2 separate regions of the Mus musculus genome follow, and region 2 is linked to region 1. A link is a contact called in public Hi-C data. All regions are on one chromosome and are shown on one strand. Each heading gives the region's core, a stretch centred on a gene start, on an enhancer-like site or on the middle of the called end of the contact. The rest is flanking DNA. Distances are from core to core; before and after follow the strand shown. Region 1 holds the start of Sod2 (superoxide dismutase 2, mitochondrial). Region 2 holds the start of Zfp213 (zinc finger protein 213).

Region 1 (2,967 bases), core at 175-2,674:
TTAATACTATAGCATTCCCATATACATCATCTAGGGGTGCAAACACAGAACTCTGCACTATGGATTTTGTTGGCTGAGCGCTTAAAAATATAGGTAAATAAATAAGCTTGCCTACTGTTCCATTCAGTGACAGATACTCAGTTTCTCACAAAATAGCTATTTTTCTTGTGAACTTTGACCCCAAAAGTACCAAGTCTAGCCTGTTCTGCAGCTAAGTGCTCGTTCCTGTCTTTTCCTCCCCCCCCCCCCAAGGGTAAAGAGTGTGAAACAGGATGTCCAGAGATATCCAAGGGGTCAGGGAGTCCCAGCCCTAGACTGAACTAATCCTATTGTTGTCCACAACGGTGACAATAATCACAACTCGGACTGCAGTCTTCTGATGCCACTTCAGACCCTCTCCTGCACCTGCTGCCAGGCCACCAATATCGCTTGCTCTCAGCAAAACCCCAGCCACTTCTAGCCCCAACCACCCTCTCACCCAAGGGCACCTGGCTGACCCAGCTCGGGCACTCTCAACCCTCCTGCAAATGGCTGCCAAGGCTACCTGAAAAATAAGCAAAACAAACTCTCCTGAAGCCACGTTATATAACAACCGCATATTTTAAATATTCATATGCAAAACAAAAACTAAATATTCATTACGCAAAAAGGAGCAGCGTCCGAGAGCTGTCTTTAAAGGACCACCACCAATGCTAGCTAGCAACACGGGTGACAAAAAAGGACACAACAGTAAGGTCCGTCAAGTACTTTCGTGAGGTCCTGTGTTTTCCGGGATAGGAAAGGACGTTTATGCGAACCAACGGAGGTATTCCCCGGCATCGAAACAGACCTCCGTCCGGCCACCGGGATCCTCGTGTGCAGGGGCCCCGCACCTACCCTTGGCCAGAGCCTCGTGGTACTTCTCCTCGGTGGCGTTGAGATTGTTCACGTAGGCCGCGTGGTGCTTGCTGTGGTGCAGCTGCATGATCTGCGCGTTAATGTGTGGCTCCAGCGCGCCATAGTCGTAAGGCAGGTCTGGGAGGCTGTGCTTGTGCCGGGAGCCCGCGGCACCGGCCACAGGGCCCAGCCTCCTGCCCGTGCTGAGAGGAACAGAGAGGACGGCGGGTCACGCCACTGACACGGCGAGCCAGCCACGCCCGCCGCCCCGAGACCCACCCGTAGGGGACGCCGAGGCCCCGGGGCCCTGCCGCTCACCTGCACGCCGCCCGACACAACATTATTGAGGTTTACACGACCGCTGCTCTCCTCAGAACACGGCCGTTCGCTCGCAGGCGCGCGTCTGCTAGGCAGCGTCCGCCCGGCGTCCGCAAGGACACAGCGAAGCGGTGACCCTGCCCGCAGCGCCCATCAGCGGAGGGGAGGACGGCGACACGGACGGCCCGGCGCATAACGGAGCGGCATCCTGGGAAGGCAACGTCTCCCCTGTGCCAAATTGGTAGAGGCCGCGTGCTTGCTACAGCCACGCCCCCACCATCGGCCTTGGCCCCGCCCCGCCTCGGGGAACCCCGTCCGCCCCGCGGTGTGGCTCCGCCCCTCCTCGGGCCGCCCTGTCCAGCTCTGGCTGTGAGCTGCAAAGCTTCCACTCTATTTCTACTCCTGCTTCTGGGAAACCCTGGAGACTTTCCTCCGGAAAGCCAAGGCTCTGCTGCTGGTCAGAATTATGGAGTAATCAGGGCCCCTCTGACCCAGTTAATTTATGCCCGGAGTGACCTTCCCTGGGGCCTAACCTGACATTAAATCACGTCGCAGGTTTGCGTGTGTTCATCTTTGTTGCCCCTGAGACTGGGGTTGCGGACTCCGGGTGCAGCTTGCCAGTTAACTAGTAAGAGTCCGGATTAGAAGGCGAGGTTCATCTTTCTTGATTAAACTCTGCAACATTCAGTGACTTCAAAAACCAACCCACTCGACCAAATGTAAAAGGACATTGTTTCCCTTTGTGGACTTATTAGTCTAAGAAGCAGTGGCTATCAAATGTTTCCATAACAATTATACAGCTTTCCTCTTCTACTTAATGGGTTTATGTCTTCCCTGATTAGAAAACACTAAGAAAGCAGAAGGCAGTTGGCTGAGTAGTTCCCGGTGGTTTTTTCCCACCCCCTTTGCAGGCCTCCTAAGGATGACAGGGCTTAGGGTAAGGGGAATTGCAAGAGGATGCTTTCCGGTAGGGAGAAACCTGTCCACAGGCGTCAGACCGGAGCTGTATGGATGACCTGTGTCTTAGTTAGGGTTTTACTGCTGTGAACAGACACCATGACCAAGGCAAGTCTTATAAAAAACAACAGTTACTTGTGGCTGGCTTACAGGTTCAGAGGTTCAGTCCATTATCATTAAGGTGGGAGCATGGCAGTATCCAGGCAGGCATGGCACAGGCAGAGCTGAGAGTTCTATGTCCTCATCCAAAGGCAGCTAGTGGAAGACTAACTTCCAGGCAACTAGGGTGAGGATCTTATGCCCACACCCACAGTGACACACCCATTCCAACCAGGTCACACCTATTCCAACAAGGCCACACCTCCAGATGGTGCCATTCCCTGGCCCAAGAATATACAAACCATCATGCTCCACTCCCTGGCCCCCCATAGACTTGTTCAAAAACATGAGTCTATGGGGGGCCATACTTAAACATAGCATAATGCAAAATGCTATGGTGGTGTGGTGGCACATGCCTTTGATCCCAGCACTCCGGAGACAGAGGCAGGCGGATTTCTGAGTTCAAGGCTAGCCTGGTCTACAAAGTGATTTCCAAGACAGCCAGGGCTATACAGAGAAACCCTGCCTCAAAAAAAAAAAACAAAAACAAAAACAAAAAAAAATGCATTTAGTCAAACTTTTCAAGTCCTCATAGTCTATAGCAGTCTCAACAATATTAAAAATCCAAAGTTCAAGGTCTCTTCTGAGATTCATCCAATCACTTAACTGTAATCCCCAAAGAAAGACAGGAAACCAGCTGGGTAAACTCCAAACTCT
Region 2 (2,967 bases), core at 189-2,688, about 11 Mb before region 1:
TAGGAGTTTCACCCAACCGAGGTGAAGTTCCTGTGACAGCTTGACAAGAGTGGTTTGCATTAGTTACAGAGCCTCCTTTAGTCATAAGTAACCAGATATCGGCGTGGGATAGGAGGATATGCAACTTGAATATGTATGCATACTTATTACCCCCCACACATGTACTTTAGGCTTACACAAAAGACAACCAGAGTTTGTCTTCCATCACCTACATGGTGATGTCACAACCCTCTGTAACTCGAGGGGATCTAATGCCCTCTTCTGACCTCCAGAGGCACCAGGGATGAATGCTGTACATATGCACACATGCAGGTGAAATACTTATATCATAAAAAGTTTTTAAAAGAAAAAAAACACAGGACACTGTGATATACTACAGCTTCCACGGCAGTGAGATGTTTTCTTTCTTTGTTGATTGTGTGTTTTATTTCAGGGGTGGGGAGGTTGCAAAGGCAAGGAAGGATATGAGGCCAGAGAGATAAGTAGATCTGGGGTGCATGACGTGAAATACAGCCTTCACTACTCCACTGTATCACCTGGTCTGATACAGCAACATCAGGAAAGACAGTACAGTACAAGAATCTCGCAGCCTGATGTGCATTCAGGAGGCATCCTGCGAAGCAGGGTTTAGACAACTACAACCTTGCCTTTTAGCAATCAATTACAGAAGGAAATGTACCCTCTGTAGTCTACGTGGACATGGTTTCAGGGTATCTAGAATCCAGAGGCTTGTGGCAGCAAGAACTGAAGCCTGTCTCAAAACAGCCCTGCCTGAAGCTGCAGGGACAATCAGCTTTGATCAATGTGTAGTTCTCGAAAGGTGTCCATTGAGTGTTTCAGATAGCTGGTGCTGGCATGAGGTCAGTCCGGCTGGCTGTTTGACTAACAGTTCTTTTGCTCAAGGCAGCAAGGGAAACAAGGGAGAGTCCGACAGTTGCCACACAGAGTCAAATTGCCCCGTTCTGGTTTTGTCTATTTTATAGGAAAGTATGTTTACAATATAAAGGTAATTTACCATTAACACCAATAGTGACTTTAACAAACTACAGTAATGCTTAACACATGCCCGGGCAGAGGTGGGCCTCCTGTTCAGTGTCCCTAGGCATCAGGACTCCTGTTCCTCAGCTCAGTACAGATGTAGCTGCTGATAGGAGGGCAGGAGGTACTGACCATGATGGAGGCTCCGCTCGAATTAGACTGCACTTTCCAGGAAGCCCCGAGACCTCCCAAGCATCCGACTTAGGTATAGTGCGACCCAGAAAGCGAAAATGAGACTTCTTCCAAATCTCTAGCTCCAGGGTGTCAGATCGGCTTAGTCGTGAGAATCCTCCCTGTTCATTGGCTGCCCATCTCCGACATTCTGGATAGTACAAGCGCCAAATGCTTATCCCCGCGCATGCGCCAGCTGGTTTCCCAGCGCCCCCCGCGCGAGCTTCCTGCCCCGGGCGCTGCTGGGGAAGCGCCGAGCTCCCGCGCGGCTCTGGGCGGTGTGTCCTGGGGGCGGGACCGGCGCGTTGCGCAGACCGGATCCTGCGGATTCGGCGCTCGAGGCGCCTGCGGGAGAGGACAAGTTCCTGGGAGCAGCGCGGGCTGCCGGCGCCTCCGGGTTCTCCGGGTCTGCCACGCGGAGCCCGGCCACCCTCACCAGGCTGCTGGGGACCGTCCCCATTTCCCACGTCCTGCCGAGCGACCCTGGTGAGTCCGGGCCCTCCCTGAGGACACCTCCTCGGTCACTGGAGGATAAGGCAGAAGGCTCGAGAAGAGAAGCGTAAACGAAGTGCTTGTGGTAGTGGAGAAGAAATGGAAACCGCCCGTATGCATCACTTGGGTTGGTTGAGAAACTGAAGTACCCCGTGCCACGGAAGCGTATAGGTTCACTTTCGAAGAAACGTTGCTAGGTGAAAAATGGTTTGCTCATAAGATCTCATTTATGTAAAACACACATCCCGTGCTTGTAGATTCTGGAGATAACTATTTTCAGTAAAAAAATATGTCACCGTCATATATCAGATTGTCAGTGAATCAAAAAGAAACATTGTTATATTAACACTTCCCTCCCGTTCTTTAATTTATGATGTTCATGCTAATTAGACTGTTGAAATAAAAGAGAAAAATTCAAGTCACACGTATGAGAGTATGTGAAGTAATAACAACATAAAATACAAATACTTGCCATACATTCATATATAGTTGTGAATAAATGGTGTTCATGAGGCCTCCTACCCATCTGCCCCTTAATTGGAGTAAGGTGTTTCTGGAATTTGTAAGCTTTTTATTAAAAAAAAAACAAAAAACAAAGATTTTTATATGTCTTAAGTGTTGGCTTTCATGTATGTAAGTGTACCACATGTATGTAGTGTTCAAGAAGGGCCAACAGAGGCTGTCAGATACCTCAGAACTGGAATTACAGATGGTTGTGAGCCTCTATGTGGATGCTGGAAATTGAGTCTGGGGCCTTGACAAGACAAAGACATACTCTTAACCACTGAGCCATCTATCCAGCCCCATAAATTTGTGAGTTTTCAAATTTGAGAAAAATAACAGTATGGCCCATCAGTAGAGGGACTTAAGACTACATTTATAATTAAACACGATAATTATAATTTTTAAAAGACATTGTTACTCTATAGCTCAGACTGATTCTAACTCTGGCCACTCCTGCCTTGGTCCCTACAGTTCTTGGATTAGACATGTACCACTATGCATGCGCTGCTGTGCCCAGTGAAATTTTACAACTGAAGTATGTCTACTTAAAAACATACTTAAAAATAGCTCAAGTGGTGGCATGGGCCCCCCCAGCAGTTGGGAGGCAGAGGCAAGAGCATTTCTGAGTTTGGGGCCAGCCTGGTCTACAAGTGAGTTCCTTGCTACACAGAGAAACCTTGTCTTGAAAAACAAAACTAGAACAGCTCAGTGATTTAAAGTGGTTTCTGTAGAGTTATTTTATTCTATGTGTGTGAGTGTTTT

The links. A called contact is a pair of places that touch in the nucleus more often than the background predicts.
Region 2: a Hi-C map of B cells shows a contact between it and region 1, with 5 read pairs. The contact joins the promoter of Zfp213 here to the promoter of Sod2 in region 1.

The regions. Positions count from the first base shown.
Region 1 is chr17:13,006,296-13,009,262 of GRCm38.p6, reverse strand. It overlaps Sod2 (superoxide dismutase 2, mitochondrial), which reads right to left and starts at 1,424. Exons shown (of 5, transcript NM_013671.3): 1 at 1,195-1,424; 2 at 877-1,079. The coding sequence starts at 1,217.
Region 2 is chr17:23,562,697-23,565,663 of GRCm38.p6, reverse strand. It overlaps Zfp213 (zinc finger protein 213), which reads left to right and starts at 1,438. Exons shown (of 6, transcript NM_001033496.3): 1 at 1,438-1,695. It overlaps 6330415G19Rik (RIKEN cDNA 6330415G19 gene), which reads right to left. Exons shown (of 2, transcript NR_126484.1): 2 at 370-1,894.